2 separate regions of the Manis pentadactyla genome follow, and region 1 is linked to region 2. A link is a contact called in public Hi-C data. All regions are on one chromosome and are shown on one strand. Each heading gives the region's core, a stretch centred on a gene start, on an enhancer-like site or on the middle of the called end of the contact. The rest is flanking DNA. Distances are from core to core; before and after follow the strand shown.

Region 1 (3,710 bases), core at 195-2,694, 660 kb after region 2:
AAATGCTATTTTCCCTCCTCTACAGCTTGTATACCACAACCGAGCAAGTCATGGGGTCTGGGGCCAAACATTCGTAGATCTTATCACCTTCCAGAAGGCTGACCATCTGGACATGATCTCAAATAGGTAAGTACAGTATGGAATTAATAATAAAATGGGAAAAAACAAAGAAAACAAAGATAAACATCACATCAAAGTAGGATCCTGACATGCTTTTTGTTTCCAGTGCTTTAAATATGCCCCTCCCCCTTATTCACCTGCTGCCCTTCTTATTAATGAGGAAATAGCAGAGACTGAATAAGGAGGCAGTCAATTTAATCTGACAGCCTTGCCTAAACTGGGAGAGCTCTTACCCAGAGAAAGGGCTGAACTGAGAACCCTGAGATTTGCAACTTTAAACAAAACCTGACTCTTTCTGATGTAGCCGCACCAAAGACAACCTGACTGAGGTTACCCAAGAAGTCATTTTTGTACAAAACATTGCCAACTCTGCTCAAGGCAAAATTACAGGACGTAACTTATCTTCTGTGTTCTTCAAACACTTACTCTCACCTCCTTCCCTTAACTTCCAATACAGGAAATGTCTGAAGTCTACGCCACCCGTAAAAGTCTACAAATTTAAGAACTTAATATATGAAAGCCGTTTGGGGGACTGCAAAGAGAAGTGATGCGTCGTGCCACTCAGTAAGATGCTTATGATTTAGAAGAAAAAGCAGAATGTTGCAATAGGGAGATTAACAAGAACCAATCAAATTTACAGGCACAAAGCAGCCTTCCTTATCTCAAATACCCCAAATCCTAAAATACTTAGTCCCCAACTCCCATACCGTACCGTGGCAATCAGAGTGGACTATGAATGAGGATTTAGCTAAAACCCTATTCGAGAGTATCGACATTTGAAAGCATATACTTTCAACGCAAAACATCCCCTAATTAAATTCATTGAACAGTGAAGAATTTCTCTGGACGTTTGCATTTTAACCTGAAAGTCTCAGTCTTAGCCTCCACAATCAATGCTCCCCTCCCACCCTCCAAAGTTAAAGAGATCAAATGTTTTGGAATTGCAGGTTTTAGTAATTTAGTTCACTTGAAAGAAAACGAGTAACCAGGGGTAAATGTGCAAAATTTAAGAGTTTGGCGATTGCAAAAGTGGGGGGATGGCGCCCTCTGCTGGCGAAGGATGGAGACGAGCAGGAACAAAGGCGAAAGTGATTTGCAGGCGTAAACCGCGGTTTTCCTTTCAAAGCGTCCGGCCAAGCCTCTCCCTAGCCGCGGGCCGCCGGGGCCCGCCCCTCCCTGCGGCTCTGGCCACTCAGTGCGCCCCGCGCCACATGATTGACAGCTCAGCAGCCCGGTCCGTTACCTAATCTCGTCCTCGGGAAACAACGACCCGACCCTTCCGGAAGCTCTCGGTCCGCGCTCTCCCGGCAGCCTTTGCCTTCCGGCTCAGCGCGGTCCCGTCCGGCCAGTCCCGCCTTGCGCGCCCATTTCGAGCCAGTTATAAGCTCGACGATCCAGGCTCCAGAAGCTGGCACCGACTTTCCAGGACTGGGTTCCTGGGCTGCGGCTATGGGGTCGGGCGTGGCGCAGCTGGAGGGTTACTACTTCTCGGCCGCGCTGAGCTGCACCTTCTTGGCGTCCTGCCTGCTCTTCGCCGCCTTCAGCCGCGCGCTGCGGGAGCCCTACATGGACGAGGTCTTCCACCTGCCGCAGGCGCAGCGCTACTGCGAGGGCCGCTTCTCGCTCTCCCAGGTGGGCCCCCCTCGCCCTGGCCTCCCTGCGCCGGGATGTGGCGGGCGCTGCGGTCCGGCTCCCGTCGCAGCGCCGACACGCTAGCGAGGGAACGGAAGCAGGTCTGCCTGCCGGGAATCGGGGCTCGAGGTCGGCCAGCGGGGAGCTGAGGGGCCGCCCCTCCGGGCAGCCGGTAGCAGCTGCCCCAGGTTTTCCGATCCCGGCATTAGAGGCCTTGGGCTGCGCCCACGAGCTGTCTGCAAACCCCGCTGCGGGTGGGCAGGGCGGGGAGGGCGAGTCTTCAGCCGCCAAGAAAAGTTACACGAATCCCGTCTCTCGTGGTCTCGGGAACCTTCTGGATAAACTGGCAGAGAAGTGGGCTCATGTTTGAGTATATAATTAACACAGAGACACATAAAAAAAGTAGACATCCTGCCTCTTCTGATGGAGCAATATAGAATAGTGGTCAGAAATAGAGTCTGGTTTGAGAAAGACCTGATTTTAAATCTTGGCTCTGTTACTAATTATATGACCTAGGACGTTTTCTGAGTTTCAGATTTCTCATCAGAAAATGACAGTAACAGTAGGATCTACTATAAGGAGTGTTGCAGGATTAAATAGAGGATTTAGCCCAATTCCTGCTCGTTCATATTACCTGTCACTCTGGAGCCTGTGGTTTAATTTCTTTAAACACTTGTTTCATCAGTTTTAAAACTGAAGCATTTGCAATTTTATCACCAAAACACAGGCTCTCTGCAGAGGAGGTCTTGGAAAACGGATATTGATTTTAAATTGCCTGCTGGTTGCTGGTATCTTAATAATCACAACGCGGTGCAGAGGCAAAATTATAAGCAAAACTTTCTTTTAGAGAAGAATCTGATGTGCCAAGGTCTTATTTTACTGTGTCACAGAATAACTTCTTGAAATGCCCTGTTGCTGTTTTAACGGTGTCCTTTGAGGTCTTCGTGTTGGTCCTGTCGTATTACCTCTTGCTTTGCTTCATTGTCGGCCTTTGATTTTTTTTTTAAGTGGGATCCCATGATTACTACGTTACCTGGCTTGTACCTGCTGTCGGTTGGAGTGGTCAAACCTGCCAGTTGGATCTTTGGATGGTCCGAGCATGTCGTTTGCTCCATTGGAATGCTCCGATTCGTAAATCTTCTCTTCAGCGTCGGCAACTTCTATTTACTGTATTTGCTTTTCCGCAAGGTACAACCCAGACACAAGGTAGGTTTTCAGGGTAATTGGTTATAACTTTCTATGCAGTCAGGTCCACAATTTTGATGACTTGCTTTTATGAGATTTGGTGAAAAGTGTCTGATGAAAACGTAATCTACAAAAAACTGAATTCTACGTTTCCAAACTAAGGAAAGAAGAGCCTTAATTTTCATAGGACACAGTAAGTTCCCTACCCCCATTTTAGAAGACATTTGTATTTAAATACTTGAATACCTCTAATTTATTTGTAAAATCTGAAGTAAATATTTGTGACTCAAATGAGTTCAGTACATATTTATTGAACATATTCCATGTACTAGGCACTGAGACTACAGGGGTAAATAAGGCATTCTTTCTCTTATGGAACTTTATCTTCTTTGGAGGAAACTGACTTTACCTGAGGAACTTTGATGTGGTTCAAGAATGCAGGCCCTGGAAGGGGATCGCCTGGGTTTGGATTCTGTCCATGTACTAGTTGTATTGCTTTAGGCAGGTTACCACGTAGTGACTCTGTGTCTTCTATCTCATAGGCTGTTTTCAAGAGCAGGGGAGCTTAATAAATGGCAGGTGCTCAGAACAGTGCCTGATAGAATAACTCAGTAAATATGAATTACAGCAATTATTTTTAACTCAAGTTATTTAAGTAGCTAAATTATGAGAGAGAGATGGGTATAGGTGCTCTGGGGACACAGTGGAGGACAGGAATGGGTGGCATCGAGGAAGCTTCACAGAGAAGATGGTAACTTAGCTACTCTTGATGA
Region 2 (3,652 bases), core at 899-3,398:
AAGGATCTTCAAAAGGTATTTTATGTTAAAGAAAAGGAACTTTTAGAGACAAAGGTAAAATAAAGGTTAGCCAAGTTTAAGATGAAGAAGTGAAAAAGAACAGGAATTAATGTTCCAAGAACTTGCTGGATGTAGATCACAAACTTGGCTGTTTTCTGGCAACCACACTGATTTGCTTCCTTAACCAACTTAAGTGTTTAACTTCAGTACAGTTAAAATTACAGTGTTCTTGTGATATAATGACTTATGCCTTCACTAGAATCTACAAACTACACAGGGTATTCGGTGGCTAAAATTGTATCATGAGTTAAGAACTTAGTTTTTCTCAGCACACCGGTTAAGAACCCACCTTTCCACAGAATCATCTTGCTGCCTGACAAAGAACTGATACAATTCGAATGGAGATGTCTTCTCTCTGTTCAGCCACACAGCATTCCCAGCAGACTTGCCCAGTTTTGCTCCAGTTGTACTTGTAATTAGAGGAATAGTAATTCCAAATACATCTTCTCCAGTCAACCTGTGCAACGAAGAAGAACCTCAGTATGTGCTTACAGCCCAAGTGGCGGCAGGTCGTGCTGATCACTCCTCACTTTTCAGTCTGGTCTCTGTATCTCAGAAAACGTCCTTGATCTCCTAAACCTGGATTCGTGTCCCTCTTGCGTGCTTTCATAGCGCTCACTCTGTTTGGCATTTGTTATGAACTGCAATTTAACCAGTGACTGGGCAAGGCAACAAGAGGTGCTGCAGTAACTACAGCCTAGATAATGATAAGGGCTGGGTAGGAAAGAAAACTGGACAGAGTGTTAAGTCAGGCAGAGTTCCTAAAGGAGCTAAGTTTGAGAAGTTTAGTTTTTTAATGAGTAGCACATGGGCTAGCCCTGTAGTTCATCTTCCTCAAGAAAATGCCAATGAAATCTACTGTATTTGCCAAATATTTGGAATTAAAGAAAACTGTTGAGACTATCACTAGCTTCACGGAAGCTACTGAGCTGAAGCAGAGGCTAACTCAGGGACGCCTGGTCACGTTTTAGTATAAACAATGAAAAGCAGTTTCTCAATGAGAAGACCTACCTATAGGGGATGCACAACAGAATTCGAATCCTGACTATGCGTCTATTTCGCAGAGCTCTAGAATACGTCCCATTCCTAACACCGTCAATTCAGTCCTTCAGTTCTTACTATGTAGTGATATTAACACCGTTACAAACCCTCAATCGGGATAACACCAAGGGCTTGAACAGGTCATAACTGCACAATACTAACAGCGCATCACTGGCCATTCGTGTGTAAATTATTTGGTCCCAGTACTTCTCTGGGGTCTAGAGGCGCTTACTTGTGGATGAACTCGTATCCGGACACGATATTGCCCAGCTGATCAGACCCACCCAGCTGGACCCGGCATCCATAACGCCGGAACAGGTAGTAGAAATCATAGGCCTGGAGCACCTGGTACAGGAACTCGGCCAAGCTCATGCCCTCGGGGCTCTTGAGCCGCGACTGGACGCTCAGCCGGCTCAGCAGGGTGCCCATGCGGAAGTGGCCGCCCACCGCAGCCAGGAAGTCCACCAGGTGCTGCTCCTGGTACCAGCCCGAGTTGTCCAGCACCGTGAAGCTGCCCCAGGCCCGCCCGTTGGTGAAGAGCTGCCGGTGATGGGCTTCCAGGGCCTCGATCCCTTGGCGCAGGGCTTGCGCGTTGCTCCGCACGCGCTCTGCGTCCAGCGCTTCGCGCTCCTTGGTACGGCCGCTCGGGTCCCCCAGGCGCGCCGTGGCGCCTCCCACCAGCGCGATCACGTTGTGGCCCGCTCGTTGGAAGTGAAACAGGCCCAGCAGCGCCAGCAGATGCCCCACGTGGAGCGAGTCGGCCGTGGGGTCGAAGCCGCAGTAGATGGTCTGGGGAAAGTTGCCCGCGATGCCACGGTCGAAGAGCTCTGGGAGCTCTATGTTCGTGCCCCTGTCGGGGAAGAACTCCTTGAATAGGCCCCGGGCTTTCTGCACGGCCAGCAGCCCCTGAGCGCCTGAGTGGGACTCTCGCAGCCCCAGGGACAAGATCCCCGATGGGTCTGGGGCACTAAACCACCGAGCCCGGGAAAAACACCGCAACACGGGCGCAGCCATCTTGGCGTGGCGCGCAGGGAACGTTGGGATTTTAGAGCTTCCCCCGCCCCGCCCTCCCGGAGCGCCCGCCTCCTGAGTCCCACGGAAGTGGCCTCGGGGTTCACTGCGCATGCCCAGGTAGGGAGGGATGGCGGGCGGGAGCGGCGGGATGGGCGGCCCGGCGGGTGCTGGCGTCCTCACTGCCCGCGGGGGGTTCCTCCTCGCTTCCAGCTGCCTTAAGTCCCCTAAGATTTACATCCCTCATCCGGAACGTGGCCGTGTTTACGGTGATAGCTCCTACCTCTCACGGCTGTGGTGAACATTAAGAATCAAAGAGATTGGCTCAAGCTCCGTACAAATGTCAAACTTTGTTTAAATTTAACCCTGCGAGGGGTTGGGAGTCAGACTTGTGGAGAGAGGGGGAGTGGGCGCCCCGACGGCCGCCCTTCCGCAGGGCAGATTCCCCCCGTGGCCGGCGGCTGCGTCCCCGCCGTTTCTTCGCTCCTCCAGGAGGCGGCAGTCCTGCCCTGGCTACAGCGGGAGAGCGTTCAGTACAGCGAGTTAAACGCAGAAAGAGCCTTATGTTTTATTTATTTATTTAGAGTTACAGGCAACCAGGTGGGACGCGGCCGTAATTAGTGGATTCAGATTAGTGATCCCGCTGCCGCAGCGCGCCGGGTGCTCTCCGTGCTCCGGTCACCGGGGACGGGGGTCTCGCTGGCAGCTGGCTGGCGGGGGATCCCGCTTCAAAGCCACATTTTTGACTCTCATTTCCAGGACCACTTTCAGTGCCGGCTGGCTGACCTCGAGTTCCCCGGGAAGCGGACTCGAGTCAGAGACTTGTGTGCAGAAGGATTATTAGGGTCTGCTCTTCAGAACAGCATCTGTAATGTCCTGGTGGAAGCAGGGTGGGCAGAAGGAGAAGTTGAACAGGTTCACAGAGGCCTCGGACAATCCCCCAGCGCGCTCTGGGGCTGGCGTTTCCTCTCAGAGGCATCCTGAATTGAAACAAGGGGGCAGGCCTTTGTGCCCTGTTATTGCCCAGTCATTAAATGCGGGTGCCCCTGGAGAGGAGGCACAACCTCGGGCAGGGCTTTGGCAGAGGGTGAGTTGCAGAAGAACTCAGCTGTGAACCATCAGCAGCCAATATATTCACCAACTGGGCGACTCAGTGCCTTGGTCCTGACCTGGGCATCTGGGTCCTGAGCCGGGCATCTGGAGTGCCCCAACCATTCCTTACAGGACCTTTCCATTGCTTAACATTATAGAGTCGTTTAACAAAATGAAATACAATTTTACAAATTGGTTTCTTTGCATATGGAATTATCAGGGAAGTGAGTCTCTCCTTGCCAAACCGTAACTTTGATAGGATTTTTATATACTTACTCAACAGGCTGTGACACATAATCCCAGATGCTGAAGAAAATAAGCAGGCTGTGCTATAACGTTCATGTTGCTATTCAAAATATCTTCAACTTTGCAGTTGTAACCTGTTGATCTGCAGCTTTATTTCACGCCACTTAGATCAGGGACATCTTCCAGTACGTGTAAGCAGGAA

What was found. Hi-C and Micro-C count contacts between places; a contact is called where the count stands out from the background.
Region 1: a Hi-C map of skin fibroblasts shows a contact between it and region 2, with 8 times the contacts expected there. The contact joins the promoter of LOC118914483 here to the promoter of YARS2 in region 2. A contact is called at or near these places in 3 of 3 Hi-C or Micro-C datasets (blood, fibroblasts and skin fibroblasts).

Annotation. Positions count from the first base shown.
Region 1 is chr14:85,824,694-85,828,403 of mManPen7.hap1, forward strand. LOC118914483 (dol-P-Glc:Glc(2)Man(9)GlcNAc(2)-PP-Dol alpha-1,2-glucosyltransferase) reads left to right here and starts at 1,445. Exons shown (of 3, transcript XM_036889443.2): 1 at 1,445-1,752; 2 at 2,761-2,958. The coding sequence starts at 1,570.
Region 2 is chr14:85,161,578-85,165,229 of mManPen7.hap1, forward strand. YARS2 (tyrosyl-tRNA synthetase 2) reads right to left here and starts at 2,149. Exons shown (of 5, transcript XM_036889537.2): 1 at 1,334-2,149; 2 at 350-517. The coding sequence starts at 2,115. It overlaps LOC118914521 (a long non-coding RNA gene), which reads left to right and starts at 2,140. Exons shown (of 3, transcript XR_005025636.2): 1 at 2,140-2,232.